Linked DNA regions of Oryctolagus cuniculus: region 1 is linked to region 2. Evidence: chromatin contacts called from public Hi-C data. All regions are on one chromosome and are shown on one strand. The core of a region is the stretch at or near the end of the contact, and the rest is flanking DNA. Distances in the headings are between cores, read along the strand shown.

Evidence for each region. Hi-C and Micro-C count contacts between places; a contact is called where the count stands out from the background.
Region 1: a Hi-C map of an unstated tissue shows a contact between it and region 2, with 2.4 times the contacts expected there. The contact joins the promoter of HK1 here to the enhancer-like site in region 2. A contact is called at or near these places in 2 of 6 Hi-C or Micro-C datasets (skin fibroblasts and an unstated tissue).

Annotation. Positions count from the first base shown.
Region 1 is chr15:61,066,377-61,069,239 of mOryCun1.1, reverse strand. HK1 (hexokinase 1) reads right to left here and starts at 1,603. Exons shown (of 21, transcript XM_070057777.1): 1 at 1,240-1,603. It overlaps HKDC1 (hexokinase domain containing 1), which reads right to left. Exons shown (of 18, transcript XM_070057778.1): 18 at 2,695-2,863.
Region 2 is chr15:61,010,849-61,013,934 of mOryCun1.1, reverse strand. No RefSeq gene overlaps it. Among named protein-coding and RNA genes, the nearest start is that of HKDC1, 5.5 kb to the left of the region's middle. Within about 2 kb of position 1,659, at least 1 of the 8 cell types and tissues checked has an H3K27ac peak or open chromatin away from gene starts, as enhancers often do.

The DNA of each region.
Region 1 (2,863 bases), core at 354-2,853, 55 kb before region 2:
GGCTCCTTGTACAAGTCGGAGAGCAGAGCTGGGAGAGAAGTCGTGTGGGTGACCTGCTCCCACCTGCCAAGCATGTGCTCGGGCACCAGGTCATGGGAGACCCAGTGGCCCACACCCTGATTCTGTAGGCCAGATCTTCCATTCAGGAAGAACAGGAGAGAGAGAGAGACACCCCCAGGAGGGGCGGGCATTGCGGCCCAGTGGGTTAAAGCTGCCACTTGAGAGGCACACACCCCCTATCAGAGTGCTGGTTCAAGTCCTGGCTGCTCTGCTTCAGATTCAGCTCTCTACTTAATGCAGCCGGCAAGCAGATGATGGTTCCAGTACTTGAGCTCTGGCCTCCCACACGGGAGACCTGGATGGAGTTCCTGGCTCCTGGTTTCAGCCTGGCCCAGCCCCAGCTGTCATGGCCATTGGAGAAGTGAATCAACGGATGGAAGATCGAGCTCACTGGCTTGCGTGCACTTTCTCTCCTTCCATCTCATATAAATAAATCTTTTTCTTTCTTCTTTTTTTTTTAATTTTTTTATTTTTTGACAGGCAGAGTGGACAGTGAGAGAGAGAGACAGAGAGAAAGGTCTTCCCTTGCCGTTGGTTCACCCTCCAATGGCCGCTGCGGCCGGCACGCTGCAGCCGGCGCACCGCGCTGATCCGATGGCAGGAGCCAGGAGCCAGGTGCTTCTCCTGGTCTCCCATGGGGTGCAGGGCCCAAGCACCTGGGCCATCCTCCACTGCACTCCCTGGCCACAGCAGAGAGCTGGCCTGGAAGAGGGGCAACCGGGACAGAATCCGGCTCCCCGACCGGGACTAGAACCTGGTGTGCCGGCACCGCTAGGCGGAGGATTAGCCTAGTGAGCCGCGGCGCCGGCTTCTTTCTTCTTTTTAAGAGGGGGACCCCCTCCAGCAGAACCAGGAGACACAGGGACTGGACACTGAGGGTGTCTCACAAGGAAGACGGAACTGGAGAAATAGCCAGGATGGCCAGGTTTTCAGTTGACTAACACAGACGCTGATATGGACAAGCCTTTCCCCAAAGAGAATACAACCTCACAACACAAGGAAGATAAACACAGCGAGTCCACACATTGCTCCAGAGAGGTGGAACCTCAGACTACAAAGCAGGTAACTTTGGTAAACCAGGACCTGCTCACAGCATAGTTACCGTATACGCTCACCAAACGCAGAAGAGCCACCTGCCAGGGTCCTCGGCTCCCTCATCTGTCCCCAGGCCCAGCTCACCTCTCTGTGTTTTGGACTCAGGCTCCTCCACTCTCCGGGTGAACGTCCTGCTTCCGCAAACGGGGACACTCAGCGCTGGGAATCTTCACCTCCGGAAGAGGACGCCGACGCCGACAGCTCTTGTGGGGTGGGAGTGGCGGACAGATCAAGACCAGCCCAGAGCACCTCGGGCGCTGTTCTTTCCATCCCGGTCTTCACTTTTTTCAAAGCAAATTTCTCCAAAAGCTTCCTTATTCGATCATGCCTCCCTCCAATAAAAATGCAGTAAGGATGACACAGTGCTGGGTTCACTCGGGCAACTCAAACACATGTCTGACAAAGAGTCTACACTTGACTCGGCCGGCTTAGAAACTCATGCAGATAACTGTGACGACAGAGGCGGTCACAGGCAGTTCAGATAAAGAGGGGGAAGAGGGAGGAAGAGACAGAATGTTACTGGAGAAAGGGTCAGGGACAGGCCGACTCCACATAGTTCTGGGGTATGTGGGAGGGACCAACTTCCCCGGCAGTAGGGTCAGCTTGAAGGTCAGAAGGCCTTCCTCTTAAGATGCTGCTAGGAAAGTCTGCATCCCCAGCTCTATTCTCCATTCCAGCTTCCTGATAATGGGCGCCCTGGGAGGCAGCAGGTGATGGCTCAAGTAGCTGGGTCCCTGCCAACCATGTGGGAGACCTGGATTGAGTTCCTGGCTCCTGGCTTCAGCCTGGCCCAGCCCCTGCTGTTGCAGGCATTTGAGGAGTGAATGAACAGATCAAAGAACCCTCTCTGTCTTTGCCTTTCTTTTTTTTTTCTAATTTTTATTTTTTATTTTTTTGACAGGCAGATTTAGACAGTGAGAGAGAGAGACAGAGATAAAAGTCTTCTTTTTTCCATTGGTTCACCCCCCAAATGGCTGCTACAGCCAGCGCTGTGCCGATCCAAAGCCAGGAGCCAGGTGCTTCTCCTGGTCTCCCATGCGGGTGCAGGGCGCAAGGACCTGGGCCATCCTCCACTGCACTCCGGGCCACAACAGAGAGCTGGCCTGGAAGAGGAACAACCAGGACAGAACCGGTGCCCCGACCGGGACTAGAACCCAGGGTGCCAGCGCAGCAGGCGGAGGATTAGCCTATTGAGCCGCGGCGCTGGCCCTGTCTTTGCCTTTCAAAAGAGATGATAGACGGATACAAAGATAGCTGGATGAACAGATGCCTTCTAATCACGCTTAGCTGTTCAAACATGAACTAGAATTGTAGGATCACACGGTAAGTACACAGTCACAAGAAGTATTCAATAAAATGAAATGTGGATGATCTGTTAAGGATATTGTAGAAGATATTCCATGAATTTTCCCCTGTTGGTATGAAGCTGGGACTAAGGAGATCTTGAGCTCTTGCCAAGCCCATGGGTCCCTTATCTTATCCACCAACAGAGTGTGGGGTTACCAACGAGCCTCTCAGAAGAAACAGCCATACCTCATATCAAGCTTCTTAGGAAATCAAGTATTTTTATTCATTTACTGGATTTCATATACCTTGCAGTCCTTAAAACAACTACCAACAGCAGCCACACAAGCCACATGTGAAATGGCAAACAGATGCCCCGGACAACACCCCGCTCCGTCACACACTCAGGAAGGAAGAAAACCCC
Region 2 (3,086 bases), core at 410-2,909:
ACTGTCCACTCTGCCTGTCAAAAAAATAAAAATAAAAAAAAATAATAAAAAAAAAGACTGAAATGGCACCTACGTGACACACTTGCTAAAGCCCACAGAACTGCATCGCACAGAGACTGAACTTCAATGCCTGTGAATTTTAAAACAAATCACATGTATAGTTGGGTATGCAATGTAGACTGTGACCAAAGAATCTGACCATATCATAAATGGCTAAGATAGTCTCACTGAAGGGGACAGAGCAAAAAGTTGCAGATCTAAGTAATTTTGGAAAGGAGGGGAATTGGTGAGAATGACAGCAAAAAGGAAGTAACTCTATGTGGTACTGTACTCTGGATGATAAAGATGATAAAGTTTTATCCCAAATGCATGGCTTAACAATTTAACAATGCATACTAGAATTGAACAATTAAGTAAATGGGATGATGGATACAAGATTTCTCATTGTTGGTTTCAGACAAGAGAGAAGGCCAGCATGACCCACGTCACTAGATCAGACTTGTAGACAGCAGTAGAAACTCATGTCTAGCTTAATAAATAGAAGGACACATACCTATGCTTGCACAAGCATTCTCAGACATGAGAATGCCCACAGGCTGGTATACACATACGTATCTCCTTGCTGTGTCTGCTGGGAGGCACTAGAAGCAGGATGCTCAGCGGCAACAAGCATACTCAGTGCTCAGAACTTGGTTTCTAGTATCATTCTGGGAAAAAAGTTTTTGAAGGAACTAAATTCATACAAAATAACTCCAGAGCACCTTTATAGTGCCAGAAAGTGAATTCCACCAAAATATGGTGCCCTGGTTTGCTGATGATTTTAAATAAAAGGCCCTCAGATAGCAGCAGATGGAGGAAGATACTTGTTCTGACATCCTCGCATCTGCCTAAAGGATGGACCACCAAAGAAAACCACCACCTTTGGTCTTGTCCCTGAGCTTCAGGAAACAAACTCGTATCTGCATAAGATTAAAGGATATAACCACCCCCAGACAGATTCTGTCACAAGTGATTGCCTGTTTCCTAGGCCCACTCAATTCCATAGAATCATCTATAGACTATGGTCTAAGCACTGGGCCCAGGCACTCACTACAATCATTTACTGCCCCTCAAAATGGACACATTCCCCATTTCCCTCTCCCTCTGAAGAATTCATAAGCATTTGGACCTCACCAGGTTACTGGATAACCACACAACTGTGATTGCTATCCAGCCAAGCACATTAGGTTAAATTTGTTTACCATTTCTCCTATTAATCTATCTACAGTCAGTTAATGCCAACAAATCTTCAGAGGGTGAAGGGTAGCTCTTCTTTTACCTCTATGAAAGCAAGGAAATGATCAAAAACCAAAATATCAAAATGACAGGAACATGTCGAAGGGACACAGGAACCAAGTGAAAAGTTCTCAATAACCGAAGCCAGAACAATTCGAGCAAGAGATAAAGATTACTGGAACACAATCCAAAGTATAAAGTACATTTCCCATTACCTACACAGATAGATACAAATAACTCAATAAACATGTAAAGGCAGGCGAGACAAATCTCCCATGCAGAACCTCTAATCATTCACACAGATTCTCCATGCTCACAGAGGCAGAACGTGACGCACACTGTGGCTTCCTTCCAAAGAGTCCACAGTGGAGAAACCGGATAAACCACTCCAAGGCAGATCAAGGTCAGCACCGGCAGTGTTAAGTCACGCTGACAGTACACACTCTTGACATAGTATGACAGAATGGCACTTTCCCTCTGTGTTCTTCCTCCCCAAAAGGGCTGGGTGTTGTGATGCAGCAGGTTAGGCCACCACTTGGGATCCCCCAATCCCACATGCATGGCAGTTGGAGCCCCACCTTCTCCCCTTCCAATCCAGCTTCCGGCTAATGGGCCTGGGAAGGCAGTGCATGATGGCTCAAATCTTCTTGGGTCCCTGCCACCCACATGGGTGACCTGGATGGAGTTCTTGGCTTCTGGCTTCAGCGGGCATTTGGGGACTGAATGAGCAGACTGAAGATCTTATTCTTTGTCTCTATCACCCTGCTTTTCAAATAAATAAATCTAAAAAAAAAAAACCAAAAAAACAAAAAAAACCAAACACCTCATCTAATCATAGGGAAAACATTTGACAAGTCCCAATTGAGGCAGTCTACAGAATATATGACTAGCACTCGTCAAAGCTCTCAAGGTCACCAAAAACATGGAACCTGGGAAACTCACAATCAAAAGGAGCCTGAGGAGATAAGACAACTACATGTGACGTGGTGTCCTGGACAGCAACCCAGAGCAGATAAAGGACATCAGAAACCTGAGAAAATCCAAGTAATCTGTAGACTTTCTTTAAAGCCTGAACCCATCTCAAAAGCTTTTTTTCCTTACCATTGTTTTGTCCATAAAGATTATGGTTTTCTGTATGCAACTGATCCATTTTTTTTTTTTTTTTTTTTTAAGATTCATTCATTTGAAAGGCAGAGTTATAGAGAGGAGGGAGAGACAGAGCTCTTCCATCTGTTGGTTCACTCTCCAAATGGCTTCAATGACTGGAGCTGGGCCAGGAGCCAGGAACTTCTTCCAGGTCTCCCACTTGGGTAGTAGGGGCCCAGGGACTTGGACCATCTTCTGCTGCTTTTCCAGTTGCATGAGCAGAGAGCTGGACTGGAAGTCGAACAGCAGGGACTCAGATTGGCGCCCATATGAGATGCAAGTGTTGCAGGTGGCGGTTTAACCCACTTCACCACAACACCAGCCCTACTCCACTGTCTTAAATGATAGGCACTTAGAGCATAGTGATAATTCAGAAACATAAACATCATCTTCTCTGTTTGAGGTGTATAAGTACATATTCTTTCCCTCTCTTTTTGGAGGGTCACAGAAAGAGAGCAAGTACACACATGCTCCCACCCAGGGGCTGGTTTATTCCCTAAATGCCTGTAACAGCTAGGGTATGTGTATATTTATTCTTTATCTTTTTTGCAGGTCAGAAAGAGAGACAGATACTACACTCCCATCTACTAGTTCATTCCCTAAATGCCTTTAACAGCCAGTGCTGGGCAACATCAGAGCCAGGAACCAAATCCCATCTGGGTCTC